Regions from separate parts of the Mus musculus genome. Here region 2 is linked to region 1. Evidence: chromatin contacts called from public HiChIP or PLAC-seq data. All regions are on one chromosome and are shown on one strand. Each heading gives the region's core, a stretch centred on a gene start, on an enhancer-like site or on the middle of the called end of the contact. The rest is flanking DNA. Distances are from core to core; before and after follow the strand shown. Region 1 overlaps 4930529K09Rik (RIKEN cDNA 4930529K09 gene). Region 2 holds the start of Diaph3 (diaphanous related formin 3).

Region 1 (5,350 bases), core at 1,771-4,270:
CTTGTTGATGCTCTCCAGTTTCCCTGTCTTCCTACTCAAAGTCCTACTGGTGAAAGAGTCTCAGCTGTAGCTCTTCAATTTCTTATGTTTAATTTCTACTTTCTTCCTTTTCATGGAATTTTTATTACTTATAGGAAGTTCTTTGATGCTCTTTACCTATCTTTCACTGATTTTCACCCCCCCACCCCAACGGCTGTGTCCCAAATTTACAAACTAAGGTAGCAAAGTCATTTTCCATTTTTATCACACCAATTTTTACTTGTAGCTCTCTTTTCCTCTTTCTTAGAGTCCCTGGCTCTCTGCTCCATGAGTCATCTGTTCTTTCTCTTTCATATTTCCCTCCTTTCCCATTAGCTCCCTCAGCAGATTAGACAGGACTGATTTTCGGGTTTGCTATTTCCCAAGTCTAGTGGATACTGCCCTGTGGTCTTCAAAACTTTATTTTTGCCACCAAGGATGCTTTAGAATGTATCTTCTCGTTGAAACATTGACATCTGTCTGGTAAGAAGAATTAATGTCATTGGAGTATTTGTGTGAGGTTTTCTATTTGTTTGGTTAACAGTTAGGTTGTATTTATAGTTAAAGTTGTATTTGGTGTACTGCTTTTTATCTTAGCAGTTGTCTTTAGTTTCCTAGAAGTCTTCCACATGAGCAATATCTGAAGGGTGCAGTTCTATCTAGTTGCAATCTTATTGCTATGCAGGATCCCTATTGATGTGTACACAGGGTGTGGGAGTCACAGCATAGTGTGTGATTATCTACCTCTCCATGTGCCTCTTTCCTTAGCACAAGCATTTATCAACTTTTTAATTCTTTATTTTTGTTTTGTTTGGTATCTCCTTCTTGTAGCAAATAGGGATGCTACAGGGTTCTAGAACTGGGTGGTTTCCTTTCTCCGGGTTTGTGAGAATCCAGTTGGTCCCAAGTGATTTAGGCTTTTGTTGAATATTTCCTTTTATGGAAGCCTTAGAGAAGGAGAGCAGAAAACCCTGTGTATTGCTTCAAATGACTACACCACCATTACCACACCACCAGCACCAGCACCAGCACCAGCACCAGCACCAGCACCAGCACCAACACCAGCACCACCACCTCTGACATGTACTTAAAGTAAGGGGAGATCTTTCTCTGGTTACTCTGAAGGGAACAAAGGTATGGTAGCTACACAGGCAAAGCTCACAAAACTGTAGGGGCTCACTCAAGGCTCAGCCTCTCAGGGATTGCTTTCAGCAAGCCCCTTCCTCAGCAATTGGTCCACTGCCAGTTCTTGATGCTGCCAAGCTCTCTGGGCCAAAACCTAACACCAGTCTGTCTTTTAAGTATGGGGGTGTCAATTTTCCCTGTAACCTCAATCTGATGCATTGTTCCTCCAGACAGGAGGCTCTCTGTTGCTGCTGATTGTCTCAGTCTTGCTGTCCTGCCCCCTCAGTCTAGCACTGGGCTTACAGGTAAGTGCTACTGCATCTGGCTAAGAGCTTTTGATTTTCAGTTTGCTGGGCTTTCCCCTCTCATCTTGATGGGAGTGATGACTTCCAAGCTTGTCACATGTTCGATTAGAAACTGAAAATGGCTCTGGAAATAACCTAAATCCCCAAATTTCTCTCCCTCCTCTAAAACATTGTGCCTAATTACTTTTTGAGAATTGGTTTTCCATTTCTCTTAGGGTAGTCAGGTATGACCCGTCATCATGTGTGAAAACCCTCTTAATAGATAGATGGCCTCTGTCTTGTGTGTTCAGTCTGAGCGGAGACCAATTACGAGGTTCATTTTAGCTCCTTTTTACTGGAAGAGGAAAGGCAGTGGGAGAGAGGGAGAAGAGGAAAGGGACGAACACAGACTTAATTTCTAAGAGAAATTTATGTCAGTAGGGTTTTGAAAATGAAGACTACTCTAGAAATCTGAATAATCTTAACCCCTGGTAACTATTTTAAATACATATTTTTTTATTTAAAACAAAAGCATCATACTATGATTTATTTTGTGTTATTTATGAGGATTTTTTTCTTTAAGTTAGTTTATTTTCAGATAGTTATTTTAGGCACTTTGTCTGAATCTTGGGTTTTTTATAGGAATGATTGTTATGTTAGAAGGTAGGCCCTAGAGACAGTGTTTCTTTTACAATCCAGTTTCAAAATAGGCATGTTGCCAGGTGTGGTTGTAGACACCTGTAATCTCAGCATTTATGAGGTAGAAGCAAAAGAATTACTAGGTTCAAGGCCTGTCTGGACTATATCTTTCCAGGGTAGCAAGGATTCCAGAGTAAGACCCTGTTAAAGTCAAGCAAAAAGTACCAAAGACAATGAATTTATTTTGTAAAGTCAGTCTTGGATGCATTAGTTGTAACATTGATAATTTTAAATGATGTAACTAATGCATGCTGTTAATTAAAGGCTGGGTTGGAGGGTAGTCTAGAGTAAGGGCTACATTGTTTCCCCTGCATTTGTCTTAGTCTTTATATGAATTAGCACTTCTTACTTGTCTTTATTTTCATGAATTTACCAGAATTTATCTGTCTGTTCAGTAAAAACATGAGTGAAGTGAATTCAATACTAACTCAAAAGTGTAAAGGACAAAGCACTTGGCTTTGAACTTAGATGAGCACTGCTTTGTAGTGTTTTTTTTTTCCAAAGAGAATAAACACAGCCCAGTGAAAAGCAATGTTTTGACTTTTCCTTTTTTTTTCTTTTTATTTATTAAGCCACAAAGTAGCCTTGAAAGATTAGTTTTCACAGGATCCTAGAAATATTTTCCTATTTGTTTATTACTTTGGAAAAATAAAATGTGTATAAAGAAAGATAATTAGGCATGGCAGGTTACTGATAGTTTGCTAACAGAAGTTAACCTTTTCATAGGGACTCTATGTGAACAATCAGCTGCCTGCTTCAAGCTGAGCTTGGCTCTGAGGGACTGTCTTAGAGAATGTAGAGTTTGGGGGGTTCTGACACTGGAGAGCAAGGTCATCTCTGCTCTATTCTTGGCAGTGTGAAGCTTTCCATGAACAATCCGATGTTTTTGCTTGGGTTGGGATCTGTCTATTGATGTGTTCATCTCTGAGTCATCTCTAGAGGATGTGAGTACTTTGGGCAAGAATGCTGTTTTCCCTTCTCATTTAATGGTTGAAGAAACTAATGTACAGTGAAATGATGTGGACACAGGCAGGGCAGGAAAATTGAGATTAGTGCACACAGTCCTTGTGTTTGCAGCCTGTTGTTTCACCATTAGGCACTCCACCTTGCTTGTAGCATTCTTGAGCTCAGAAGGAATATCTTCTTCCTGAAAACCTCTGAGGCTCTTTATCTATATCTCTTTCACTACATACCAACATCTAGATTATATATCAGGTATGAATGCATGTTTTATCTTCAGTCCCACTCTGTGAGGATCTTGAAGACTGAGGAAACCTGTTTGTTCTTCAGTGTGCATGAAAATTGTCAACTCTAGCTATTACAGCTAATAAAAAAATTATCTCCCATACACTGTTGCTTAATTTAGACAATTATTTATCATACATCCTGTGAATGGGAATTCACTAACATTATTTTTATGAAAGGGAAAAGTAGATACAGGCTTTAGTGAAAGTCGGTGAAGGGACATTAGTGTATAGACCAAATGCATCTTTGCCTCCTGTGTCTGTGGAATGAAATTTCTAGGACCAGAGAAAGGAGTCCTTTGAAGGGGAAGCCAAAACAACCTCTTGCAGCATTTAAAAATGAGGGAATGAGTCTCAGAGATCATGGTGGCTTTGTTTCAATTTTGAACATGTATTGAGGAGTTTTCTATTCAGCTAGCCCTCAAAAGGCACATCTGTAGCAAACTTTTAGCAGCATAAGCCTCAAATAACCTAACTCTCATGTTCTGCCTATTCCAACTCAATTCATACTTATCAGTGGAAAAACTGATAGCCCTACTGTGGTCATCATCAGCTTCCCTTCCATCCAGCATGTCAGCATCAGACCCCTCCCCTTCCTCACAATTCGGTTTGAGGGATTTGAAGTTGAAACTGTATTTTATCTCTGTACCTTCCTCATATTGGTAATAGAAGAGGTTGGCTGGAAGACAGATTGTGAATGAGAAACTGTGTTGCTCCTGAACTGTAAACCTGGCTTTATACTCTTAAAAGTCAAGTCTGAAAAATGACTTCTGCTGTCCTGGTTTGGGGTAACTGCAATTCTTGACCATTTTCATCTTACCTTTGACATAACATCAGTTGTGGAAGCAGAGAAAAGTAGTGGAAACTCCCTCTACACTATCTGCCCTTACGTGTCAAACCCAGTGAGTAGTTGTAGATTAAAGTTACAATGCCCTTGCTTCTTTCAATTCTCCTTTTTCCATTTTAAAAATAATGATCCTAGGTTACATTTATTTTGGTGATTATCACATCCTATGGGCTCAATATATTTGACTCTAGCAGGTAACCAAGTGAATTAGATATCATAACACAGATGGTAAATATCTCGCTGGTGTCACCGAAGCTTAGTAAGTAGAGTAAGTTTGAAATATGGTAATGGGAGACTAGCTCCAATTCAGTAGGAACAGATTTTGTTTAGTGAAAAAAGTCACAATAATCTTCTATGTCAATATCATTTATGTCTGTTCAGAGATCCAAAATCCTAAGCGGAGAATTTCCTGGAGATCAGTGGAGTGTGAAGGAAAGGGGAAAGAGCGGATGTAATAATGCTGTGAAGATGTACTAAAAATCACCTGGCTCTGCAGAAGGCATAAATGATTTATTTGTAATTTAGGCCATACAAGTGAACGGCTAGAATATATATTAAAAAGATGAATTTTAAAAACTGAGGGAAAATTGGGGACTATCTAAATGGAGCTTTTATTCACCCAACAGGCAATGTCTGACAAGTGTTTTTACCTGCTGCCTTAAAATATATTTCGCAGAGTTATTCAAATATGAGAGCAATAACACTTATGTCGTAGTTATATTTGAATAACAAATATTCATCTTATAACGTGGAAATTGGGATTGGGAAGGATGGAGCCATATCTTTTCAGTGTGTGCAATACCAAGGGGAGGTGCAGGTTGGTGTGGTCATCATGTTATGTTGATTTTGGACAAATGGATTTGGGAATATTGAGAATGACTTTCTGGTAAGGTCAGATGCCTCAAGAGATGTCAAGCTGTTCATCATGGCCATCACTGATTGAACATGGTACTCATGGCTCTGAAGATCAGGGCGAGAATGAGAATGAGTGGCCAGAAACTGGTGGAAAACATATTTGAGCTTAAAGTCAGAAACAACTTTCTAACTTCCAAAACTGTCCAATGATAAAAACAGGCTGGTGTGGGAAGTAGACAGTTATTCCTCACTGGATATAGCCAAGCAAAAACTAGACA
Region 2 (5,350 bases), core at 901-3,400, 890 kb before region 1:
TTCTCTGTATAGCCCTGGAACTCACTCTGTAGACCAGGCTGGCCTCGAACTCAGAAATCTGCCTGCCTCTGCCTCCCAAGTGCTGGGATTAAAGGCGTGCCACGCCACCATGTCTGGCTGCAATTACTTTTTAAAAGCAAATTTGTTTGGATTTTGTCTTTCGACATTGTCCATTCCTCATTCTGAGAATCTGCCATGCTGTTAGTTATAGCTTCACGCTATCATGCTCCTAGGAAACATCAAGATATCCTGGGCATTAAACTGCTCCCACTTCAAGACAGCACCCAGTCCTGGCCATTCCTCCTAATAGTATTCTGTGAGGTTTTCCTCAAATCACCCCGGCAAAATGCAGATCTTTCAAGTGATTTGTAGCATCATCTTCTAAGAGCCTCGTGGTTCATCACAGCGATGTTCACATGTTTTGTAATAAATCTAAATTGTCCCAACTATAGGTCTGTCTGTCTCTTGGTTGTCTTTGGCTGCATTGCACCGATAGGTCTGTGTGCTTTCTGTATGTTGTCTCACGTAAGCTGAAGCATTCCTATTTGAAGTGTTTGTTGATGGAGAAGCAAAGGAAGTCACACATCACCTCCAACACCACGCAGCTACCAAATGGTAAGAATGGAAGCTTCATCTTCCTTGTCCATCGTGACAGAGCCAGGTACTTCTTCCGGTGACCTTGGTAATCTCTTGGAATCTGCCTTTAGTATATGCTCACTGAAGATGAAAATCTGTGTGACAATAATAAAAACTCACATTATAACAAGAAAAGGAGCAAACAGTACCTGCAAGACCAGAACTAAACCTAAACCTCTAAAAGCTGTAGATGAAACCTTAGGTTCATTTTCTGAATCCCTGTGCTAGTCTCTGTGGAATACCTAGAACTATTTCTTGTACCAAAATCAATAGTTTATGTTTACTTGTCTTGGCTTGAATCACCTCCATAGTCAGAAGGTCAATATCTTTAAGGATGCACTTGGGAGATTCCTGGATTTCTTTATTTGTTCCTTTTCCTTGTGTAGCCACACTGAGTTGATCTCCAGAATTTTCTCTTCATTACTAATGTCTTTATTTGGCATATTGGGGATAGGTGCTTGCTTGCCTTGAACCCAGGTTCTGACCCTTTCCTCTACTTTATATTTAGGATTGCCACCTGAACTTAAAAACCTGTAGAATGGCTGTTATAATTTTACATTTTGTTTTGTGTCAATACCTGTGAAACACATTAAACTGTGAATTGTTTGGACCCTATTCCTTTTAATTTTTGGTTGACCCTGAGTACGCATTTAGGCTTTGAGGCATGCTGTAAGTGCTGAACAATGTGAACTGGAGTTCCAGAAAAAGCCGCACCTGTAGTAAAAATTCTACGCGCTTAATTGACAGGTTAGAATTCCAATGATTGTAGAGACATGGAATGCTGCCAATCCAGAGCCAAGTAATCTTGGCTCACGTAATTGCCATTCATCGCTGCGTTAGATCTAACATACCTACGACTATCACGTGACGCCTTTTGCTCTTCCTTAAAAGTCCACTAACTTCCACCAACCTCAAACAAGACTGTGCATCTCGTAGCACCTGTAGGTCTGTCCTAATGTCTTTGAAATGACTTTCTTCCGTGCTTCAACCGATGTTCACACCACCTGGCTGCGGTCACTCATTTCTGGTTCTAGAATGAACTCTATTCTCTCTGAGACGACAGCAGTATTTTTATATAAACGGTAATCAAAAAATGGTAAACATCTCTTCTAAGAGGCATGGGCGCTGGCAAGTAGTAGAAGTATTTTTCCTAGACCCTGAGATCTCCAGAGACTACTCAAAGGGCTTATCAGTTGCTTTCGTATTCAGTGCTGCTGAAACAGTACTGAGAGAGGTTCCCTGCGGCTCAGATTTTTCAAGAACCTACTCTGAAAGTCCAAGGGAAGCCTTGTTAGAGACTCTCTTTAGCTCAACCTTCCTTCCAAACCCGTTCCTTACTATGTACCATCTGGCAAGCAGCCTGCATAGCCAGAGGGCGAGAAGCGCGATGGACAGGCCGAAGGGCCAATCAGGCCCAGGCTTTGGCATCCCCGGAAAAGGCGGGGCCCTTGCGTCACAGGTTCCGCGGCGCGGGATTGGCTGACCGGGCTGCTTGTGGTGGCGGGAGATTTCAGATAGATTGGCCCAGCCGTGTGCAGCGGTTAATGCGCAGTGGGCGTGGGACCGGGAAGTTGAGCCCGCGGAGCAAAGCCCCAGATCAGGTCGCGACCTAGACCCGGGAAGATGGAGAGGCACCGGGCGCGCGCTCTCGGCCGGGACAGCAAGTCGTCGCGGAGGAAGGGCTTGCAGTCCGCGCCGCCCGCTGGCCCCTACGAGCCCGGGGAGAAGCGACCCAAGTTGGTAAGTGTGGGCCAGAGCCACAACGTGCGGCGACTCCCGCGGCCTACAACTCCCTGTCCCCCAGGTGACATCCCCGGGAGCTGGGAGCTAGGTTTGTTTCAGAAGGCCTGAGCTGTTAATCCGCTTAGATCCCCAGTGACAAGGCGGGATTCGATTCCTTTCTGGGACGAATGCCCTGATGTCTGTGAAGCCTGGCAGTTCTTTGGGCGTATCTGAAAAACAGTTCAAATGGCTGTGTACTGACGTCATCAAGGCGGATTCTGCATTTTAAAAGAAAGTTAAAATTTACCCCATCCCTTTAGTAGAACAGTCAGTCAGACAGAAAGTGAACTTCTAGCTGATAGCCCTCCCTCCCCCGTCTAATATTTTAATTCAACAAGAACCTTTTAAGGTGGACGTATTTTTACAAGTTGAGGCAACTCGTTTTCAAACTTGGCGGGTTGTGTAGTCACTGCTAAAGAATGTCATGTTTAGCTTGGAAGGAGTCTTCAAGTATCTGAAACTCGTTAATCGGGTTGGCTTTGCGTTCTTAAAGCTTAAGGAAGAGCTATGATTAGCACCTGGTAAGCTTTTAGTTAGTGTCAGCTGGAAGGAAACTAGGTAATGAGGATGATTTCATTCAGATTGTCTGATTGTGTGGGTTGGTAGGTTTTGGTATTAGTCCAAGAGAATTGCAGAGTTAACACTGACTGTTAGTTTTCCTTAGAAGTATGGGGAAATTATTTTTATGTATTGATAGGAACAGGCTTTGCCCTTTCTTGTCAAATACAATTTCAGGAATTTATACCATGATTATATCCAAAATAATAGATTGTGGATCAATCGCTAAGTGTAATATTTACTTGTAATTGAATAAAGCTGAGAGCAGAGACATGTTGAGATAAGTGGGGGTTGATTATGCAGAATTGAGCATCAAAATAACACGAGGATAGGAGAGAGTTAACCTGGTCATGATAGATTCTGTCCACTCTGAGAGGGATCCATGAGATGCTGCCTCCTCCTCCTCCTCCTCTTCCTCCTCTTCTTCTTCTTTAAAGATTTATTTATTATTTTTATGTAAGTACACCGTAGCTGTCTTCAGACACACCGGGAGGGGGTGTCAGATGTCATTATGGATGGTTGTGAGCCACCAAGTGACTGGGATTTGAACTCAGGACCTTCGGAAGAGTAGTCCGTGCTCTTAACCGCTGTACCATCTCACCAGCCCCCATCTCCTCCTCCTCCTCCTCCTCCTCCTCCTCTTTCTTCTCCTCCTCTTTCTTCTCCTCCTCTTCCTCCTCCTCCTCCTCTTCCTCCTCCTCCTCCTCTTCCTCTTCTTCTTTTTCTTTCTTTCTTTTTTTTTTTTTTTTTTTTTTTTTGGCTTTTTGAGACAGGGTTTCTCTGTATAGCCCTGCCTGTTCTGGAACTCATTTTGTAGATCATGCTGGCCTCGAATTCAGAAATCCTCCTGCCTCTGCCTCCCTAGTGCTGGGATTAAAGGCGTGCGCCACCACGCCCGGCCCATCTCTTCTTTTTTATAATTGACTTTCTGGGTTAGTGCTCAGCACATGTCTTGGCTGCCACGGAAGTGTGATTTTCTGTAGTTTACAACATAGCGTTCTTGAATAAATATTTGATGTTACTGAAGGCTGATGATTGTGTTTTTTATTATTTCTCTGGTATGCCACAGTGCCCATACCATTTGCTAAAAGTCATGCTGAAATGAAGTCTAAAAGACAACATGCTGAAGTTCTAAGATGTTGAACTCTACAATGTTGAGTTCATGGGTGGGGCTTGATTTGAATCATGACTTCATAATTCATTTAGAAGTAATTTGGATTCTTGATGATCTCCACAGTTAGACTTTTACTTACATATTAATTTTATTATTGTAATTTTTAAATGTTTTGAGATTATAATATAATTACATCATTTTCCCTAGCCCCATTCCTCCCTTCAGCTCCTGCTGTGTGCCACCCCCTTTCTTAAATTTATGTCCTCTTTTTCTTTAGTTGTTGCTATGTATATATGTGTTTTTTTTTTTTTTTTCCCCCCGAGACAGGATTTCTCTGTATAGCCCTGGCTGTCCTGGAACTCACTCTGTAGACCAGGCTGGCCTTGAACTCAGAAATCCACCTGCCTCTGCCTCCTGAGTGCTGGGATTAAAGGCGTAAACCACCATGCCGGCATATGTGTATTTTTTTTTTTTTTCCTCGAGACAGGGTTTCTCTGTGTATCCCTGGCTGTCCTGGAACTCACTTTGTAGACCAGGCTGGCCTTGAACTCAGAAATCCGCCTGCTTCTGTCTCCCAAGTGCTGGGATTAAAGGCGTGTGCCACCAAGCCCGGCTGTGTGTATTTTTAAACTATAAAATTATAATTTTTTTTCCTCCCCTGAGACAGGGTTTCTCTGTGTAGCCCTGGCTGTCCTAGAACTCACTTTGTAAACCAGGCTGGCCTCGAACTCAGACATCTGCCTGCCTCTGCCTCCCAGGTTCTGGGATTAAAGGCATGTGCCACCACTGCCCAGCATAAATTTATAATCTTAAATATAATAATACAACCTGCTAAGTCCATGTAGTGGACCGTATAGACACATCCTTCTCTAGAGTCTTGCTGATAACGGTAGTTCTCCTTGCCAAGGAAACCCCACAACAGATGAAGACCGTTATACCTGTTTTCAGGGCTGATGGTTTGCTATTGGATGGTATGTTTTGTGTGCTCTTTCCTGGGGAAAACTAGTCTGCTCTCACCATTCCTCATTGCCTGAAGTTCTTTGTCCAGGGTTGAGTTCTCCTGAGCTTTCCCCTTCCACGTTAGCACGTCTTATTGCTGCTCTTACTGTTTAGGGCTCGTTCTGGCCGCCATATTGGTGAGGCTTCCTGGGTATAGCTTCTCTGACAGTTCTTGGAGGCAGAATCTCACAGGACTCTCCCTGTTCTTCCTGCTCTTACAGTCTTTCTGTGCCCTCTTCTGCATTGATCCCTGAGCCTCAG

What was found. HiChIP or PLAC-seq counts read pairs in DNA pulled down with a chosen protein or histone mark.
Region 2: a contact with region 1 is called in an H3K27ac HiChIP or PLAC-seq map of the NIH/3T3 cell line, with 6 times the contacts expected there. The contact joins the promoter of Diaph3 here to the enhancer-like site in region 1. A contact is called at or near these places in 6 of 39 promoter capture datasets (the 3T3-L1 cell line, embryonic stem cells, frontonasal cranial neural crest and 1 more), 1 of 484 Hi-C or Micro-C datasets (cortical neurons) and 1 of 115 datasets of contacts at active chromatin or transcription factors (the NIH/3T3 cell line).

Annotation. Positions count from the first base shown.
Region 1 is chr14:86,252,126-86,257,475 of GRCm38.p6, reverse strand. All of the region lies in intron 1 of 4930529K09Rik (RIKEN cDNA 4930529K09 gene), which reads right to left. Among named protein-coding and RNA genes, the nearest start is that of 4930529K09Rik, 8.8 kb to the right of the region's middle. Within about 2 kb of position 3,020, at least 31 of the 459 cell types and tissues checked have an H3K27ac peak or open chromatin away from gene starts, as enhancers often do. A contact at or near this core is called in the NIH/3T3 cell line, where this site is marked.
Region 2 is chr14:87,138,024-87,143,373 of GRCm38.p6, reverse strand. Diaph3 (diaphanous related formin 3) reads left to right here and starts at 2,150. Exons shown (of 28, transcript NM_019670.2): 1 at 2,150-2,376. The coding sequence starts at 2,260.